Regions from separate parts of the Gossypium hirsutum genome. Here region 2 is linked to region 1. Evidence: chromatin contacts called from public Hi-C data. All regions are on one chromosome and are shown on one strand. The core of a region is the stretch at or near the end of the contact, and the rest is flanking DNA. Distances in the headings are between cores, read along the strand shown.

Evidence for each region. Hi-C and Micro-C count contacts between places; a contact is called where the count stands out from the background.
Region 2: a contact with region 1 is called in a Hi-C map of leaf, with 1.9 times the contacts expected there. The contact joins the promoter of LOC107954678 here to the promoter of LOC107954683 in region 1. A contact is called at or near these places in 4 of 34 Hi-C or Micro-C datasets (hypocotyl and leaf).

The regions. Positions count from the first base shown.
Region 1 is chrD07:31,176,333-31,181,434 of Gossypium_hirsutum_v2.1, reverse strand. LOC107954683 (E3 ubiquitin-protein ligase RNF4) reads right to left here and starts at 2,365. Exons shown (of 5, transcript XM_016890311.2): 1 at 2,130-2,365; 2 at 1,116-1,477; 3 at 823-877. The coding sequence starts at 1,361. It overlaps LOC121219053, which reads left to right and starts at 4,372. Exons shown (of 5, transcript XM_041096532.1): 1 at 4,372-4,689.
Region 2 is chrD07:31,334,831-31,339,932 of Gossypium_hirsutum_v2.1, reverse strand. LOC107954678 reads left to right here and starts at 2,349. Exons shown (of 4, transcript XM_016890303.2): 1 at 2,349-3,038; 2 at 3,186-3,269; 3 at 3,748-3,841. The coding sequence starts at 2,992.

The DNA of each region.
Region 1 (5,102 bases), core at 1,116-3,615:
TTGGTTGACCTATCCAGTGACACAAGAAACATAAAATTGGAGTAGATCAGTTCGCTGCGAAATAACATTTACCTCACTTGAGGAAAAGGTCTGTTTTATTCTAGTGCTTGAGCCATCAGTAAACAGTACAACCCACTTCACAGGCCCCGATTAAGGGCAAACAGCTCAGAGACATGTGTATATTCTATAATCCCCTTAACAAACTAATATAGACTATAAAGTTATCAAAAATTAGTAGTATATAGTTCTAAATCTAAAGCAATCACACCAAAAATATGTTCTGAGAACTCGAGGACATACGAAACAAAGTTTTAATACAATTCTCAGAAGTATATAAAGAAAAAATTGATCGGTTTCTTCTAATGAGTTATGAGGCACATGATGTCAAATAGATTTCCACTTGGATTAAAGACATGTTTGGTAAATAGATTGTGATTGCTTTGCTTGTAATTGTCATTTCTGAAGAGAATTCATCCAGGTTCCTTCCGTATTCCTATTAATCTTTTATTTTATTATTATTATTATTATTATTTGGTATTTTATCACCCAAAAAAACCACACGAAAATCCCTTATGATCAACAAGTTAAAGGGTGGTCTTAAGTTTCCCTAAGGACCCTCTAACTCATAAAAATAATTAATCACCTAAATCATGTCAGAAATCAAATTATTATGGCGTCAATAATATAACTAAAATGGAATCTTTTGACGTCGAGCAGATATATAGAACAAGGTTCTTTTATGCAACATGCTTACGGCAATGCAGGTAGCAGATGACGAAAAAGAAAATATTAGCCACACCCTTCCCTAATAAATTTAGCTACCTGAATCTACGTCAACAACAGTCCTTCCACGGCTTCTCCTAGAATTGTTTTTAGCCTGACATAAAACCCCAAGAAAATTAATAACAGTCTACATAATGCAAATGAATCCATAAAGACAAGTTTAATGTACAGTTAATGTGAAAACAAAATACTATTGAACAAGAACTGCATACCGCTGCGAATGCTATAGCGGAAGATTCAATTACATCACCATCATGCAAATGAATCCATAAAGACAAGTTTAATGTACAGTTAATGTGAAAACAAAATACTATTGAACAAGAACTGCATACCGCTGCGAATGCTATAGCGGAAGATTCAATTACATCATCATCAATAGCTTCAACATCAATAGCTTCAACATCAATAGTTGCAGATGGTGGAGGCTGTACGGGTTGAGTAGTCAGTTGCTCAGATCCAGCCTGCTGCGAAGTACCCTCCTGTTCCCTGATTTCAGTGGGAGGAACATTGAGATCCAGGAGTGCCTTCCTTCGTCGATACCCTCTAACAGAAGGCCCCCTCACTTCTATTGTGCTCATGTTCGGCTTAATATTTTTCCTAAGTGCTATTCAAATATGCAGCCTCAACAATACCTAAAAACAATCACCTTGAACTTCAACATCAAGTTTTCACTAAAACCAATAAATTCTTTCACCTGATTGAAGCACGAGAAAAATAACATTTGAAAAGTATAAGAAACTCACAAATACTTGATTCAATCTCGACAGTTACGAAAAAAACTCATGATTTAGAACTCAAAAAGATCCAGAAAATGAGCAGACAGACACTTAATTCTTCTAAACTCTTAATTTGAAAAAAATGAAAGAGTAATATGCAAATAGTAATTTGAATAATATTTTAGCAAAAAAGATATGTTTTTTTTCTTTCTCAAGCTTGCTTCCTTAATGATCCAAACAGCACCAAATGAGTGAACAACTGATTTCCATATTTCCAGCTTGATATTGTTGATTAAATTAATTTATTTAAAGAAGTACGGGATAATGAACAACCACTCGACATAAAATCATTTTTTTTTTAATTAGTCAACATTCGAACTAGAACCGATCGGCAGATAAAAACCCGCAACCAATCAATTATAATAAACTGATAATCAAATAAAAAATGAACTTTAAGAAATTTAATCAAATTTAATTTAAGAACACATCAAGATTAGAAAAAAAAATGTAATAAAAATATCTCAAATCTCAGCAATTGAACATCAACCAGATCACCGCATTGATTAAAACGAATTGAAAAAAGAATAAAAGAAATTAACAAGAGAAAGTATGAGAGATTTAAAAAAATACCTTGAAATCATGGAAAAATGGAATCAATTTTCGAATTCAAAAAATTCCCAAAAGAAAAAAAAAGAATAATTGGAAGGAAAAAGAAAATTAGGATTTGGAAGGGAGGGAGGGAGATGAGGGAAGGTGGAAAACCTTATGAAAATCTTGTGAATTTAGGGTTTTTAAACAGGCAAAAGAATTTAGTGCGAGGGAATGGAAAGGAACTGCTGGTCACAAACCAGGAAATCTTGGTTTCCACGTGGCTTGATCTCTCGAATTCTAATACCTGTCACGTGGTGACTCACATATGCACCACGTGGCTATTTTAAAAATTAGTTCATTTTTAAAAGTTAGATTCATGCTAGATTCTCATTCTTAGCAAGTGGCTTAATTATGTTTATGTGAAACCATGGAATAAAAATATAAAAATTTTATATTTTTTATACATTTATAATTTATTTCTTATTTTAATTTTTAGGAATTTAATTTTTATATTTTTTGAATTTAAAAATTTAATTTAGTTATTATGATTATTAAATTTTTTATTAAATTTATTAGAGTAAAATCTTAAAATTAAAAATATATATTCACTTGATAATTATGCAATAATAACCATAATGTTGAAAATAGTAACTAAAATTTTTTTCCTTAAAATTATTCATTTGAATTTGTCATGATAAAATATTCTTGGTTGTTGTTGTGTTCATAAGAAAAATTGACATCAACATTTGATTGACATAATTAACGATATTAACTGTTTAGCCTAACTAATTATATTATAAAATAAAGGAAGCAAATTATATAAAAAATTAAAGCATGTATATATTAAATCTCACATTTCAGTATAATATAGAGACTATTATCTTATAATGTAAAAAAGAAAACAAAGACAAACTCAAAAGAAATGGGAAGCCACTCTATCAATCTCTAAGAGTTTTAAGACATTTAAATTATATATAACAAAGTAATATTTTAATAAAAAATAAAAATATTAACTATTTTAATTAATTAATAATATTATAAAAATATAAAGATCAATTTGTGTTAGAATTAAAATATAAATATTAAATCACAAATTTAAGCATAACAAAAGAATTAAAATTTTAACCACTAATTTATGATGTAAAAAAAGTTTGAGAGTACCATGATGTGCCATGCGTCAATAGAAGGAGGATCATTTAGACCTTTTTATATCTATATTATTTGTAAAGAATTATAAAAGATTATGTTATTTGCAAAGTAAGATATATGATTTTGTCAGTGTTTTTATAAATAAAAATAAAAATTTAGGCTAAATAGGCTATATATACCAAAAAAAATTAATTGACTAAATAGGTCGATATTTTGAAAATTTAAGGAAATAGACCGTTTTTAGAGAATGTGTGAAAGTGCCTCCAACTGGATGCGCTTTCCCTTTAAATTGCATTTTTTTTTACTTTTTTTATATAATTAGCTTCTAGTTAGATGGTTAAATGTTAGTGGTTTTGTTCTTGAGTTTCGAGTTAGATTCTTTTTTCACTCACATTTGTATTTTTTATCTTACTTTATTCTTACTTTTCTTATTATTCTATTGTTCTTGTCTTCTAATTTGAATTTTTGAATTTATTAAAGAAAAAATTTATTACAAATTGTCGAAAGATTCGATTCGTTAGAATCCGATCCAAGAACAAGGATTATTAGTAAAAATAGAATTTTCGGGAGATATAGAAAGATGCAAAACTCTATATTTCTATTCTATTTTTTCTCTATTTAAATTATATATACATATGCAATGGAGGAAGATAAAATTTGTTTTATTTGTCTCTCTAAATTCGAATTTCATTTCACAAAAGAAAATTTTACTTTTTATCTTGTTGCTAGAGGTTTACTCATTAGTAATGTCAAACAATAATAATTATTCACATAACTTGTTTTTCGACAATTCCTTTTTTGTCACAAAGTCAAAGCCCATTACGCGGGTTTTGACTTTTTTGTTCAATTCCTTTTTTTAGTGAAATGGGATTTTCCTATCATGTCAATATTCATGCAAAAATATTAAAATAGATTTTTCTTTAAATCAGATTTGTGGTTACAAAACTACTATTCCAATAACCTTGAAATTGGGTCATTACAAGGACACTATACATATAACAAAAATTTCTTTTACCATTAGAATTACACCATGTTTGGTTAGATGTATTGGCATAGCCATTACACCCCTATTCTGTGGGCCCCACTTAATTCCACTTTAATCCTTTGTTTGGTTCACTGTATTAGCTAACACGGGTCTATTACATTACAGACCTAATCCCTAAAATTCACCGATTTCTAATCCCTTGTTTAGGTCATGCTTCACTTTTATACCCTGTTTTACCCTCCCTCCCGATCGACGCTTCCCCTTTCCGTCTTCTGTTTCTTCCTTCTAGCTTGCGGTTTCTGCAGATTTACTCCTTCTGTCTCTCTGTCACTCTTTCGCTTGGCCTTCTCAACCTTTTCAACACAATTTACGCTTGGCCTTCTCAACCTTTTCTTTTCTTTTTCTCTCTGTCACTCTTTCGCTTGCTCTCATTTGGTGGGTTTCCAAGTTTACTGCAACTGAAAGGTAAACCAATTTCTAACTCTCTTTTGCTCTCAAACTGCTTTAATGTTTGCAGCTCTAAATTTATACTTTGTTTTTTGGTTTAACTTAAATCTTTCTTTTTTGGTTCTGTAACTCTCTCCAGATTTTTTTTTCTTTTATTTTATATTCACTGTTTTTTCTTCACTCTCTCTGGATCTGTAAGCCCTCTCTCTCTCTCTCTTTCTCTCTTATTTTCAGTTTTCATACTTCCCGTTATGATTAACTTGCAAAAATCCTATCAATAATTTTTCAGGGTTTATTATTATTATCTTTTTTTTTGGAGATTAAGTTGTGTGGTAATTAAATGAAAACTTGATCAAGTGTCAAGGACTTAAAGATTTAATCTTTTTTGTTATTTAATTTTGGTCACAGATTCATTTCTCTGCTATTTTTTT
Region 2 (5,102 bases), core at 1,100-3,599, 160 kb before region 1:
TTCGGTGTTCGTGTGTGTTACTTGTAATTTGGTCGTAGTTCAAAGCGGGGTGTAAGTTTTGCCAAGATATTTTTATGTTATTTTAACCTTAATTTTTTCTTCAACAAGATTGAGTTATGTGTATTTAGTTTTTTTTCCATGTTATGTTAAGTGTTTTCGTGATTTTGTTTAGGCGAAGGGGTGATAATCAAATTCCTCCAATAGAGTAATTCGTGTTTTGGACGTTGTTTTCTAAGTATTAAGTATTAGAATCTCATTTTAGGAATTAAAATTTTGATAAAAAATGCGATTTTAGATGAGTTTTTCCACGATTAATTAGGGTAATTTAATGAACGATTGTAGGATTCGTGAGTTCCGATTAGGGGTTGATAACATCTACTATCAGGTGTGTGAAACTAACCCGAAATATTGCTCAAACTCAAGAAAATTGCAAAATAAAAGCTATTTTCGAAACTATCTAGCGTCACACGATCATATGGTAGGCCGTGTGGAGCACACAGCTGTGTGTGATTACACGGCTTGGATTGGTAGACCATGTGGGCCTTTTTGGCCAATTTTAAGGCTTGAATAAAAGAAATTAAAAATTGGGTCCATTGGCATCATGTAGGCTCAGAAAAACGTAAATTTTAGTACATATATACACAAGGATAAGCTTAAAAAGTATGTTTGAAAATTATATGCTATGCTATGTTCCCTAAAAGAAAATATATGTGTATGCATGTTGTAGGACTTATGATATATGTATTTATGTATAATATTATGACTATGATTCTGTCTATGTTTTGGGGTGGGATATGATATGATGGAGGAAGTGTTATATGGTAGTTTTTACTGCAACTATGGCGGCTAGACCACAAAATTTCTGTTTGGCAGCTCAATTGCATATTTATGAGTGGCATACCGCCACATCTAGGTGTGATTAGATGGATAGACTCTTATAGTCCTAATTGGTGTGGTTGGTGGGACCGAGATAGTGCGTAGCGTTGGGGTAGGATATGATATGATGTAACATGACATGAGTTACGATATAACAAGATATGAAACATGCTACAACATGATATGAAAACAAATATGATATGATATATGATATGCTCCAATATGAAATTTGATATGCTATGATACATTCTGTTATATATACTATAATACGCGGGCCAAATCACACACTGGGAGTTAAGCTCACGCATTTGTTTGTTTTGTTTCAAGTGATCCTCAGACATAGGATTTGATGATGAGTCTGGAGCTCGGATTTCACTCTTTTGGTTTAAGTATACATTGGACTCTCTTTTGTTTATATGGGCTTTTCAAACTTTTGGACATTTTAAATTGTTTAGGACGCTAAAAACTATTTTGGTATTTATTTTTGCAAAAGTTTTAACTTTTAACTATGCTTAAATCAATATAACTAAAAATGAACCACGATTATATGATCGATTTGCTATAATGCATCATGTTGCAAGATTTATTGAAATTCGCTAAGATGTTTTATCTTATAAACAAAGTTAGTAAATTAAATACGTTTTGGTAAAACTAACAAACATGATTTTCTTCAACGTTCTCATGGGTTTTCAAAGAATGGTACATCTTCAATGAGTTAATCAAACTTGATTTCTTGGGAGTTAAGAGTTTTTGCCAAAGTGAAGTAACGTTGTTTTCACGTTCAATGTAACCTCCACAATCTAACCATAACGTTTAGGCCGAGTTTGGGGCGTTACATCTACTCATTCAATTTTTCATCATTTCAATTTTCTTTCCACTTTATTAAGGTAAGCTTGAAGTCTTTATAATTTTATATAAAGTTTCCCCATTAAGTTTTAGCCATGTATTAATGCAACACTAAGAGCATGCTTGGTTGGTTGGAAAATTGGAGGGATGGGAGGAGAGAGTGGAAAAATGGAAAGAAAATCAATTTTCAGTGTGCTTAGTTGGAAAGAAAAATGAGAGGAAAGAAAATAAGAGAAATTACCATTTTTCATCTTAATCCATAAAAATTAATCCTTCCAAATTAGAATGATGAGAGGAGAGAAAATAAGGGAGTAATATGTATGTTAGTTTAAAATTATGCATTTTCCATATTTTTTTTTCCTTTTCTTTCATTTTTCAACTCTAGCAAGCAATGGATGGAAAGAATATTGCATTTTCTTTTTACTTTTTTTTATCTCTCCCACCAAGCACACCTATAAAAAGAAAAATTATATTTTCTATTATTGTGCTTGATTAAGAATTAAAGTGAGAGGAAAAAATAAAATAAATGATATTTTTTATTCTAATACATAAAAATTAATCATTCTAAGCTAGAATGATGAGAGGATAAAAAATGAGAGATATATATATTAATGCAAGGCATGTTTGGTTGGGAAGAAGAGGAATATATTACAACCCAATTTGATGGTTCCACCACTAAACATTAATTTGGTTGGTTGTAATGTCTATGGCGGCCTGCATTGAATCCATTCCTATTCTGGGAAGAGGCTGCATAGCCATTCCTTTCCCTCACCGCTGAATAGGCATTGAATAGGATTTTTTTTCCTTTTTAATTTTTGCCCTCACCTTTACCCTTCTCCTTCAACCCGATAGCCCTTCTCACCAGCTATAATCCCTCATTCTTTCTTCTTTTTCTTTTACTCACTCGATGCATGAAGAGAGAAAAAGAAAAATAGGGAATTTGTTGATAAAATGATGAGAAATATTTTTATGGAAGGGAAGGGAGGTTTGAAATGGGTAGTATTATTGGATTTTCTTTCGATATCGCCAACCACTGCTATTCGATACCATTGAAACGTCACTGCTTTCAGTTGGGATCCAAGTTTGTTGTTGTTGATATCTAGTCAATACAATCATGCTCGGCAACAGTAGAGTTCGCTTCTCCTTATGTGCACTTCTTCAATCGCACTTCATGACCATGATCCTTTGTTCTCAATTTTCTCTTGGGTCTCGCTCGCAGATCCACCACCACAACCAAAATTGATTTCCTAGCTTCTGTTTCTCTTCTCAATGGATTCCATTTCTCGCCTTGCTGTCGTCATCGACAATGGCACTGGGTATTGTTTATCTTCTCGTTTTTGTAATTGAACATTACCCTAAACTACATGCTCATTATTTGTTTGCTGAAATTACCCAATTATTTTAAACCCTCATTTTTTTTTTGTTATTATTCAACTAGTTCTTTTTTAAAAATTTGTTTGCAGAAGGCTGGAAAGAACGAGCATCACTTGTGGAAGAAAAGAGATTCAGCTGGCTCTGGACAAACGGCATTCAGTCTTGTTAGAATTGTAAGTTTAATTTGCTTATTTTTTCTATATTGGGTATAGTTTTTAGTTATAGTATGGATTTAGTATTTGAAGTTTAATTTCGATTTTTAATGATGTTTGTGTTGCATTTGTTTTGTGATTTCAATGTTACTGTATACCCACTGATTGAAATATGTTTTGTACTAATGTTGTTGGAGTTATTCTATTATTTACTAAGAACCCATTTTGTTGAAATTTTAAGAGTCGTTTTATTTTTCTATATAAATTAGGGTTATTGTTCCTTCTACAACCATGGAAGACTTTTGCTACTCATCAATAACACCATTTGCAGCTTGAACCAAACTTGCTTTATTCTGCGAGTGGCTACTTGAACCAAACTTACTTTATTCTAGGCATCACTTTTGATTACAATCAACTTCCTTTTTCGGGCTTAATTTATATGCAGTTTTAGTTGTAATGATTCTTAGGTTTGATTGACTGTATGATTAATTTGGTGCAGCAGATACAATATGCAAAGACAAAGTCAAATTGTATCGCCAAAAATGATGGAAGCTTTTTTCCCAGAGGAAAGAAGAAGAAGCAAGAAGAAAAAGGTGACAACCTTGCGTTTTAGTTCTTTGAGTTGCTATATGCATAATGCATAGTCCTTATTGACTTAAAGAAAATAGTTTCTCCTGTATTTCATTTTGTTATCGTGTGAATGTAATTATTGCAATTAATGTGTGTATATTTTTCATCATTAGTGTGTTGCCCTTTTGACCATAAGAAAAATAGGGGGTGTAACAGAAGATAGTTTTTAAATGCATGGTGCCTTTTTGGTTAGAAGTTAGAACTTGGATGTTTTAGTTTTCTTTTTTTTGTTTAATTACACATTTCTATATAACTACCTATTTGTTAATTTATGTGGGGATAACTGCCTTCACTGAAACATTGGGTTCTTGTTTAATGGTGCTATTCTAGGGCCAGATATTTTAACTTTTAGATTTACTTTTTGTAAAGAAAATTGCTAAAAAATTTAAAGGAAGACAAAGGACAAACAATCTATATAGAGTTACTTTTTTGGGGGGGAGGGGGCAGGGAACTTAAACTTTGCATCTTCCTCTGGTTTTCTCACACTGAAAGATTCATTGAATGATTATTTGGTGTGCTTCTACTGATTCAACCTATTTGTTCAAGATGCTATAACTTAAGTTGTGGCTGCCAACTTGGTTATGTTTAGTATTTTCTCGAGTTAAATTAGATTTCATGAAGTCACTGATACTCAGGTGACAAAGTGAATGTTGAGCAAAGGACAATGAGCTATGATGGGAACATAAGACACCCTTCTACTTGTATGTCTGGATTTTGATTCTTTTTAATTACATTTTGATTCCTTTATCAGTTAAAAAAATCTAAATATGTTGTAAAATCATAAAGATTGTATTTTCATGAGTGTTTTGACCAGTGTAGCTTTGGTCTAAGTTCTTGGGAAAGTCAAGGTTTTGTTTTGAATGTTATTTTTCTTCTCCTTTTGCTAAAGGGTTAGAGTTTAAACATCATTTACTGGTTAGTTGAGTTAAGTTGGTTTATTTGTCTTGTTTTTGGCTTGTTGATATCAGTCCATCAAACTTAACAGTAAAACATTGAGAAGCTTAATTTTAGTATTATAATTTTCTTTCCTTTTTGTGTTTTTGATTGGTTAGTGGATTTTCTTTCCATCTTGATTCGGAAAATTGTCAAATTGGAATAAATTTGATTGGTTTACCTTTTTAATGATTTTTGGAGTGTATTTTCTTGTGTAAGAAAAAGTGTGTTTTTCCTTAAAACTCCATGTAGGACAAAGAAAGAGCTGGAGATTAGTTAGGTATGGGCTGT